2 separate regions of the Mus musculus genome follow, and region 1 is linked to region 2. A link is a contact called in public HiChIP or PLAC-seq data. All regions are on one chromosome and are shown on one strand. Each heading gives the region's core, a stretch centred on a gene start, on an enhancer-like site or on the middle of the called end of the contact. The rest is flanking DNA. Distances are from core to core; before and after follow the strand shown.

What was found. HiChIP or PLAC-seq counts read pairs in DNA pulled down with a chosen protein or histone mark.
Region 1: a contact with region 2 is called in a CTCF HiChIP or PLAC-seq map of CD8 T cells, with 8 read pairs. The contact joins two enhancer-like sites. A contact is called at or near these places in 2 of 15 datasets of contacts at CTCF or cohesin (CD8 T cells and large pre-B cells) and 2 of 9 other capture datasets (liver and macrophages).

Annotation. Positions count from the first base shown.
Region 1 is chrX:107,274,808-107,279,382 of GRCm38.p6, forward strand. All of the region lies in intron 3 of Gpr174 (G protein-coupled receptor 174), which reads left to right. It also overlaps the pseudogene Gm9208. Among named protein-coding and RNA genes, the nearest start is that of Gpr174, 21 kb to the left of the region's middle. Within about 2 kb of position 2,589, at least 15 of the 459 cell types and tissues checked have an H3K27ac peak or open chromatin away from gene starts, as enhancers often do. A contact at or near this core is called in CD8 T cells, where this site is marked.
Region 2 is chrX:107,177,239-107,181,668 of GRCm38.p6, forward strand. No RefSeq gene overlaps it. Among named protein-coding and RNA genes, the nearest start is that of P2ry10b, 31 kb to the left of the region's middle. Within about 2 kb of position 1,668, at least 24 of the 459 cell types and tissues checked have an H3K27ac peak or open chromatin away from gene starts, as enhancers often do. A contact at or near this core is called in CD8 T cells, where this site is marked.

The sequences.
Region 1 (4,575 bases), core at 1,339-3,838, 98 kb after region 2:
TGGACCCAATTTTTTAATGGGGTTATTTGAATTTCTGGAGTCTAGCTTCTTGAGTTCTTTGTATATATTGGATATTAGTTCCCTATCAGATTTAGGATTGGTAAAAATCCTTTCCCAATCTGTTGGTGGCCTTTTTGTCATATTGACAGTGTCTTTTGCCTTACAGAAGCTTTGCAATTTTGTGAGATGCTGTTTGTCAATTTTTGATCTTATAGCACAAGCCATTGCTATTCTATTTAGGAATGTTTCCCCTGTGTCCATGTATTTTAGGCTTTCAGTATACTTGATCCCCCTGCCCCATTCCCCTCCTCATTCCCATGCTTACCCAGTTCTGTCTCTCCCATCTCCTTTGATATCTATGTTAGTTCCCTTTCTGAGAAATATTCAAGCATCCTCCTTTGGACCCTCGTTGATATTTATCTTCTTTAGATCTGTGAATTGAAGTGTGGTTACTTGTGCTTTATGGATCCACTTATAAGCAAGAACATACCTTGTATGACCTTTTGGGTCTGGGTTACCTTAATCAGGATGACATTTTGTAGTTCCATCTATTTGCCTAGGATGTCCTAATTTTTAATAGCTAAATAGTATTCCATTATGTAAATGAACCACATTTTTTTGTCCATTTTTCAGTTGAGGAGCATCTGTTGTTTCCAGCTTCTGGCTATTATGAATAAAAGCTGCTATGAACATAGTGGAGCACATACCCTTGTGGGATGTTTGAGCATCTTTTGTGTGTATAACCAGGAGTAAACACTCCTGGTTACCAGTTGGTTAGCTAGGTCTTTTTTTTTTTATTATGTATTTTCTTCAATTACATTTCCAATGCTATCCCAAAAGTCCCCCACACCCTCCGCCCCCACACTCCCCTACCCACCCATTCCCATTTTTCGGCCCTGGCGTTCCCCTGTACTGGGGCATATAAAGTTTGCCTAACCAATGGGCCTCTCTTTCCAGTGATGGCCGACTAGGCCATCTTTTGATACATATGCAGCTAGAGTCAAGTGCTCTGGGGTACTGGTTAGTTCATAATGTTGTTCCACCGATAGGGTTGCAGATCTCTTTAGCTCCTTGGATACTTTCACTAGCTCCTCCACTGGGGGTCCTGTGATCCATCCAATAGTTGACTGTGAGCATCCACTTCTGTGTTTGCTAGGCCCCGGCCTAGTCTCACAAGGGACAGCTATATCACGGTCCTTGCAACAAAGGCTTGCTAGTGTATGCAATGGTATCATCGTTTGGAGGCTAATTATGGGATGGATCCCTGGATATGGCAGTCTCTAGATGGTCCATCCTTTTGTCTCAGCTCCAAACTTTGTCTCTGTTACTCTTTCCATGGGTGATTGTTTCCAATTCTAAGAAGGAGCAAAGTGTCCACACTTTGGTCTTCGTTCTTCTTCAGTTTCATATGTTTTGCATATTGTACCTTATATCTCGCTATACTAAGTTTCTGGGTTAATATCCACTTATCAGCGAGTACATTTCATTTGAATTCTTTTGTGATTGGGTTACCTCACTCAGGATGATGCCCTCCAGGTCCAACCATTTGCCTAGGAATTTCATAAATTCATTCTTTTTAATAGCTGAGTAGCACTCCATTGTGTAAATGTACCACATTTTTTGTATCCATTCCTCTGTTGAGGGGCATCTGGATTCTTTCCAGCTTCTGGCTATTATAAATAAGGCTGCTATGAACATAGTGGAGCATGTGTTCTTCTTACCGGTTGGGACATCTTCTGGATATATGCCCAGGAGAGGTATTGCGGGATCCTCCAGTAGTACTATGTCCAATTTTCTGAGGGACCGCCAGACTGATTTCCAGAGTGGTTGTACAAGCTTGCAATCCCACCAACAATTGAGGAGTGTTCCTCTTTCTCCACATCCTCGCCAGCATCTGCTGTCACCTGAATTTTTGATCTTAGCCATTCTGACTGGTGTGAGATGGAATCTCAGGGTTAGGGCTTGAGGTAGAACTATTTCCAATTTTCTGAGAAATCTCCAAATTGTTTTCCAGAGTGGTTGTACAAATTTCCACTCCTACCAACAAAGAAGGAATATTCACTCTTTTTTTTTTTTTTTTTCAATTTTAGCCTTAGTTGTCCTGACTGGGCTAAAATGAAAACTCAAAGTACTTTTGCCTTGCAGTTTTCTAATGACTATGGGTGTTGAACATTTTTCAAATGTTCCTCAGTCTTTTGTGTTACAACTTTTTCTGAACTCTTTATTTAGTTCTATAATGAAAATTTTAATACGGGTTGCTTGTTTTCTTGTTTTTTCCCCTTTTTGGGTTCTTTATGTATTCTAGATACTACCCCTCTACTGATTATAAAGCTGGTAAGATTTTTTCCCCATTCTAGAGAGTTCCTCATCACCTGAGTGATGGTGCTCTTCTCTGTGAAGCCACTTCTTTTGTTTCATGAAGTCCCATTCATTGTTTGTCTTAATGCTTGTGTTCTCAGGATCCTGCCTTCTTGTGCCCCTACCTGGAAAACTTCTTTAAGTAGAAATTCAACTCACACTTATAATTCTAACTATCCTCACCAATTGTTTCCATCCTTAGCTGGTAGAAACTAGATTTCTAGTTCCTGAGCTTTATGTCTTGTAGCCAGCTCCACCCATGCCAGTTGCATGTACCTGATTCCTTCTCAAGGCAGACACTTGACTAGTATAGACAATTACGCCCATTTCCACTACAGGAGGACCTCCCTCTTCAGGGATGATCATTAGACTTATATACCAGTAACTCCACTCACCCTTGTGATCTTCATTTTTCTTATGATAGCTATGAAAATCACTAATCAATATACAGCTTCTTACTTAAGAGAATACTCAAGAAATGTTTTTAAAACTGAATAGAAACATAATCTAGCAAATCATAAAACACTTTTTTTTTATTTTCAATCATGTTTACAGTCCAGTCATACCCCTCCAGTTCTCTGACAGTTCCTCCTCTTCTGTCTTAAAGAGGATGTCCTCACCCCACCTCACCCCACTCCCACCCCATGAGACTTCTCCACTTCCTGGGGCCTCGAGTTTCTCTAGGGTTAGGTGCATCTTCTCTTACTGAGGCCAGACCAGGCAGTCCTCTGCTGTATATGTGTTGGGCGCCTCTGGCCAGCTGGTATTTGCTGCCTGGTTGGTGGTTCAATGTCTGAGAGATCCTAGGGGTTCAGATTAATTGAGACTGCTGGTCTTCCTATAGGGTTGACATCCTACTCAGCTTCTTCCAGCTTTTCCCTAATTCAACCACAGGGGGCAGCTGCTTCTGTCCATTGGATGGGTATAAATATCTGCATCTGCTTCTTTCAACTGGTTGTTGGGTCTTTTGGAGGGCAGTCATGATAGGGCCCTCTGTGTGCATACCATAGCATCAGTAATAGTGTCAGGTCTTGTAGTCTCCCCTTAAGATGGGTCCCAATTTGGGCTGGTCTTGGACTTCCTTTTCCTCCATCTCTTCTCCATTTTTGTCCCCGCAGTTCTTTTAGACAGGAATAATTCTGGGTCAGAGTTGCTGACTGTGGGATGGCAACACTATCCCTCTACTTGATACCCTGTCTTTCTACTGGAGGTGGATTCTACAAGTTCCCTCTCCCTACTATTGGGCATTTTTATCTAAGGTCTCTCCCTTTGAGTCCTTAGAGTCTCCCACCTCCTAGGTCTCTGGTACATTCTATAGAGTCTCCCCACCTCCCATCTCTCAAGGTTGCATATTTCCACTAATTCTGCTGGCCCTCAGGGCTTTACTCTTGTTATCCCCTGCCGCAATACCTGATCATGTTCCCTCTTCCTCTCCCCTTCCCATTCCCTTCTTCCACCCTGGTCCCTCCCTCCCTCTGGCCCCCATGATTGCTTTCTTTTCCCTCCCAAGTGGAACTGAAACAAGAAACTACTTTTTTGATATGGGTCACTGATCCTTTTATTTTACATGTAGCACCACTGGAGAGTCTTGTTTGTGGCCACCCCAGAGATTACACAATACACTAGCTGGGAAGTAAGGTGACAGAAACAGTGATGGGGACCAAACACATGATTAAATGCTGGGGTTTCCATCAGGGCTTCAGGTGGTCAGACCTGGTTTCAGAAATCTAAGAAAGCAGTGACATGGGAAGGATAAACACTGGGCTGGCCTTAAGATACCTCTGTGACAGATATCAGGCACAAGAAGATTCTAAGCAGCTAGTGGCTCTAAGCATCTCCAGCCCATGCTTTACATGGTCAGGGACTTCATGAAGGACCTGTTGGCAACTTTGGCCTTGCTGCCCAGCTCTTCATTGATTCTAAGGATTTGATTGTATCTGACCAAGTCAGATCAGCAAGGGGCATCATTCTTGATCTGCCTAGTGCTAGCTAGTTGAGTATGATATGCTGGAGTTATTAGAAGACTTGAAGTTCAGATCATTCTTGACAGGTCTATAGAACTCAGAGGCAGCCACATTCATTCCAATGACAACCTGGTCGGTATAGCTAGCCATCTTCAGCAGCTCTAGTCTTCTTTCTTCAGGATCTTAGGTACTAATGCACCCATATCACCCACATTGGTTTTATCTTCATTCTTCTAATATCTCTGCTTGATGA
Region 2 (4,430 bases), core at 418-2,917:
TTCCTTTTACAATGTTTTATTTTTATTTGTATTATTTCTTCTTTTCCACTTCCAAAACACTCTCACATATCCATATGCTTTCCTCATTGTTGCATATATTACATATATGCATGTGCCCATAAACATTAAGTACAATCTTCACAGTCTGTTTTTTATATGTAGATTTTCAGGAATGACATTTGGTATAGTATTATATCATTCTTTCTTCTGTTTCCACTCCTTCCAACCCCCTCCCATGTCAGTCCTCCCATTTCGTTTATAATTCATATTCTTCTTTTCTTTATTATTGTTATACACAAAGAAAGATATATACAAATAAATATATAAATATGATTTGCCGAGTCCATTTGTATTTTAAGGCTGACCACCTGTATTTGATAACCAATTAGGAGGCTCATCCCCAGGGAGGATTAATTCTGCATTCTTTAGTAGTCAATTATTGCTTATAGCTTTATATTTGATCGTGAAGGCCCATGAGATTTTCCCCATGAAGGTATAACACATATTTTTAGGTTCTTTATTATAATATTCCAATTAAAAATCACTTCTTAGTTTCCTTAAAAGCTTATTAATGTAGGAATAGTTCACATGGAAAATCATGGCATAATTATCATAAGCTGCAGATATCAAAATTTTCATTAGAATAATATAGTGAATCAAGACTTACTCTGTCAAAGAGACCATTTCACATCGTCTGTGTTACATTTGTTCTCTGACTCTGAGGAACTGTTTATTTTACCCATTCTTAGTAATGTAATACCAAAGGAAACTGTGGGGTTGCAGATTTTGTGCACCATGGGGTTAAATGTCAACTCAATCACTAATTATTTGACTTTCAGTGAGTTATTTGTTTTTTTCCAAGATTTTATTTCCTCAGTAGTAATTGAAGCTATAATTTCTTACCTTGTAGCTCTGGCATGAGGTGGAGAGAAAATACATATTACAACTCTTTCTGCCACAAGCAGTACTTTTCAGATGTGACAGGTACCTTAGTATTGGCAGTCTATGTCATGTGAAGTTGTATTACCACAGATGACTTTTATCATTATGTGCTTTTTATATGTTTTTAATATTGATTTTATTGTACTTATAAAAAGGTTTGCAGTCTGGAGGATGTGGATGGTGACAAAACTTGGAAATACTATTTTCTTTTTGCTGTCTCTTCTCCATATGGTGAAACAATTCAGTGTTAAATTTTCATTTAGATTTAGTGATGTATGGATGTGAATTTTGACTGTATGTATGTCTATGTACTACTTGCATGCCTAGTGCCTGTGGACTTCAGAAGAAGGCAGCAGATACCCTGGAGCTGGTGTTACAGAACCACAATGATGGGATTAGGACTTAAACCCCAGTCCTCTGCAGGAGCAATAATAGATCTGGATATAGCAAAGTGGTAATAGTTACTCTAATGAGAATTCGAATTGCCTCTATTTCTCTAAGACTGACTTCTGGACAATGTCTTTCCCTCAGTAGCTTGGATGTTGTGCTAATGAGCCTGTTCTGGTAACTGAACTTTTGCTGATAGTTTGCAGAGGAGCAATGCTGCTAGAGGGAAAAAAAAAGAACACTGGTCTGGCCTCTCAAAATCAACTGTGTGTTTTCCTGCTCATTTGCTAAAACTTCACACAAATCACTATGTCTTCTGGGCCTCAATTTCCTCTTTACCAAATGAGGTGTTGAAATTTATGGTGACTGGCTTCCTGTTTTATTTCTGCTGCTCAGTTGTTCTGAAATGAGTATTGAGATTTTTCAACACACTTCGGGCACAATGATGCAAGTGAGACTAGGGGGTGGGGAGGGAAGAACAGTGTAGATCTTAGAGATGTAAAGATAGAAAAGGCAGGGAATATGTCCCTTTGCCTCCTGCACTTCTACTTTAGGTACTACAACAGCTTTCTTTTGACATTAGAAATTCAAATTATTAGCTCTCTTCCTGGGATGTCTGTAGCATTAGCTTCTCTGTCTCCAGCTTGAAAACTATGAATGTTTCAGTCTATATAATCATATGAAATTTTTTTCATAATGAATTTCTTCCTTTACTAAAGTAATGCTACTGATCCTGTTACTGAGGAACTATAAAAAGCACACACTATGGCTATCTTTCATGAAAACCACACACAGCCATTGTGTTTATGTTTTTCAGATTGGCCCATTTGTTCACTAGTATTGAAAAATTTTATGCCCATATTGTTTGAATTACATTATGAACTCAACAATAGCACAAAACATGTTTTAAGGATTATTTTGTTTTTAACTCCCCCCTGCAATGTTTGCACTGATGTAATAATACCTTTGCATATTCAAGAAAGTAATGATAAAGGCATAAGCAATTAATTGTAGGTCTACTTTACAATAAATGACATCCATTTTATACACCTCTAGGTGACTTTATAAGATGTTTTTTAAATGATTAGCTATAGGGAGAAAATACCTCAAGAACAGACAGAACACTCTGGTGACAGCCCATGTATGTATATGTATATGTATATGTATATGTATATGTATATGTATATGTATATGTATATGTATATGTATCCCATATACATATAAAGGGATCCAAGGGGAAAACAGTACTTCTTTTTCATACACACCTTGGTTTCTTGCTGGTAAGTACCTTTATATCTACTTGTATTGCTGCCATTTTCACTGACTTTGGAACCCAGTTTCTTCAGCCTTATAGTGCATCCTAAAGACCAAGGACTCTCCAGAAATCTTTCATGGAGTCAGCACCAGAGTATGGCCAGAGTAGAGACATCTAGATTTGTATGCTACTGTAGAAATTACTAGGGTCTCAGACTGCCTAGCATGCAGATAGCCACTTATATGACCCAGCATGAATTGGGTAAGCCAATCTAGTGAATTTCCCTTGTAATATATATTCACTATATTGGTTCTTTTCCTGTATAAAATTCTGAGTTCGAGGATAAGTTATTTTCAGACTGATGCAAAAATTTCATAATATAGAAGTAATCCTGTTAAAGTGGACAGCTCAGCAGCATTGAGTACATCATTTATGATGAGGTTGCATCCTATTAAGCTCATGGTAATTTTAAAATTTCATAAGTCAAATATGAATTTAATACATGCTAATTTAATAACTTTGTAGGAACAGAACTCTGAAGAGTATAGATTGTTTATTGTCGCCATGATTGCAGGGCTGTCATGGAGCTCAATATTACTGCTGAATATCACAAAAAAGAGATTATCATACTACATATTGGTAGCCTGAATTAAAAAATGTGTATTATGATTTTTACTGTATATGCATTCCACCATGGTAATGTAAAAGACATATTTTGGTACATCACAAAGTAGATTGCCTTTACATTTAAAATGGGTGCAACCATAATGCCCATCTAGTCATAAATTATTTTCAACAACTCAATGGAAAACTCATATCTGTTAAGCCTCTAAATTCACAAATTTGCTTTTCTTCTCTGAGTTTATCTATTCTAGATATTTCATATGAATGGATTCATATAATATATAATTTTTATGTGTGACTATACTGACTCAGAATAATATTTTAAAATTTAACTTGTACCATAGATATCATATTTCATTCCTTTTTATGGTAAAATAGTATTAAGTATAATAGCAGCAACCAATTACAGCTCAGGTAGGAGTAGTGCTTTCGTCCCGCCTTCTTACATGCTAGGGTTTTGTTTGTTTTGAGGTCTTGATACTGCTATCACATCTGTTTTGAGTTTATATGTGCAATTACCACATTGTGTCTAGGAAAATATGTTTTCTTGCAGACATTCTCTACCTTTGGCTCTAAGAATCTTTTTCTCATTATTCCATAATGATTCCTGAAGCTTGAGAGGGGAGAATATGATATAAATATATCATTTAGGGCTGAATACTCATCAGTCACATATTCTCTGTACATTGACCAGTTGTGGATCTTTGTGTTAATTGATATCTATATACAATGTCACTTTGTCTCTCCTACCTCATTCAGAGTACTTTAACACTCATGACGAGCCACTATTTTTTCCTTCTCTGTTTTGAGTTCTGCAATATCAGCTTGTCCCTTCTCAACTAGGAAGAATATGTTGTCACTAACAGATGTTTTAGAGTCGTGTGTTTCCAGATGGTAATTGAATGAGGAATTGACTGTCTTTTGTAGGTAGACTAGATGGTTAATAGGTTCTTAATAATATTTCTTGAACAAGCACTTGCCTTCCTTGACTGATAAACCAGTAAGATACTCAAAATATCAAGTATAAAGCAAATAAATGTCCCTTTGTATTCCCTAAAAAAAAGTTCTCTAAATAGGTTTGAGTCTGTGGCACTAATATATGGGTATAATGAATAAGTCTTTAGGAATTGTTTTAATATTACTTCCTTTTATCAGAATAATAGTAGTACACTCTCCTGTATTGTTCACAACCTATCTAGTCAGATGTTCTTGGCCCTGATCA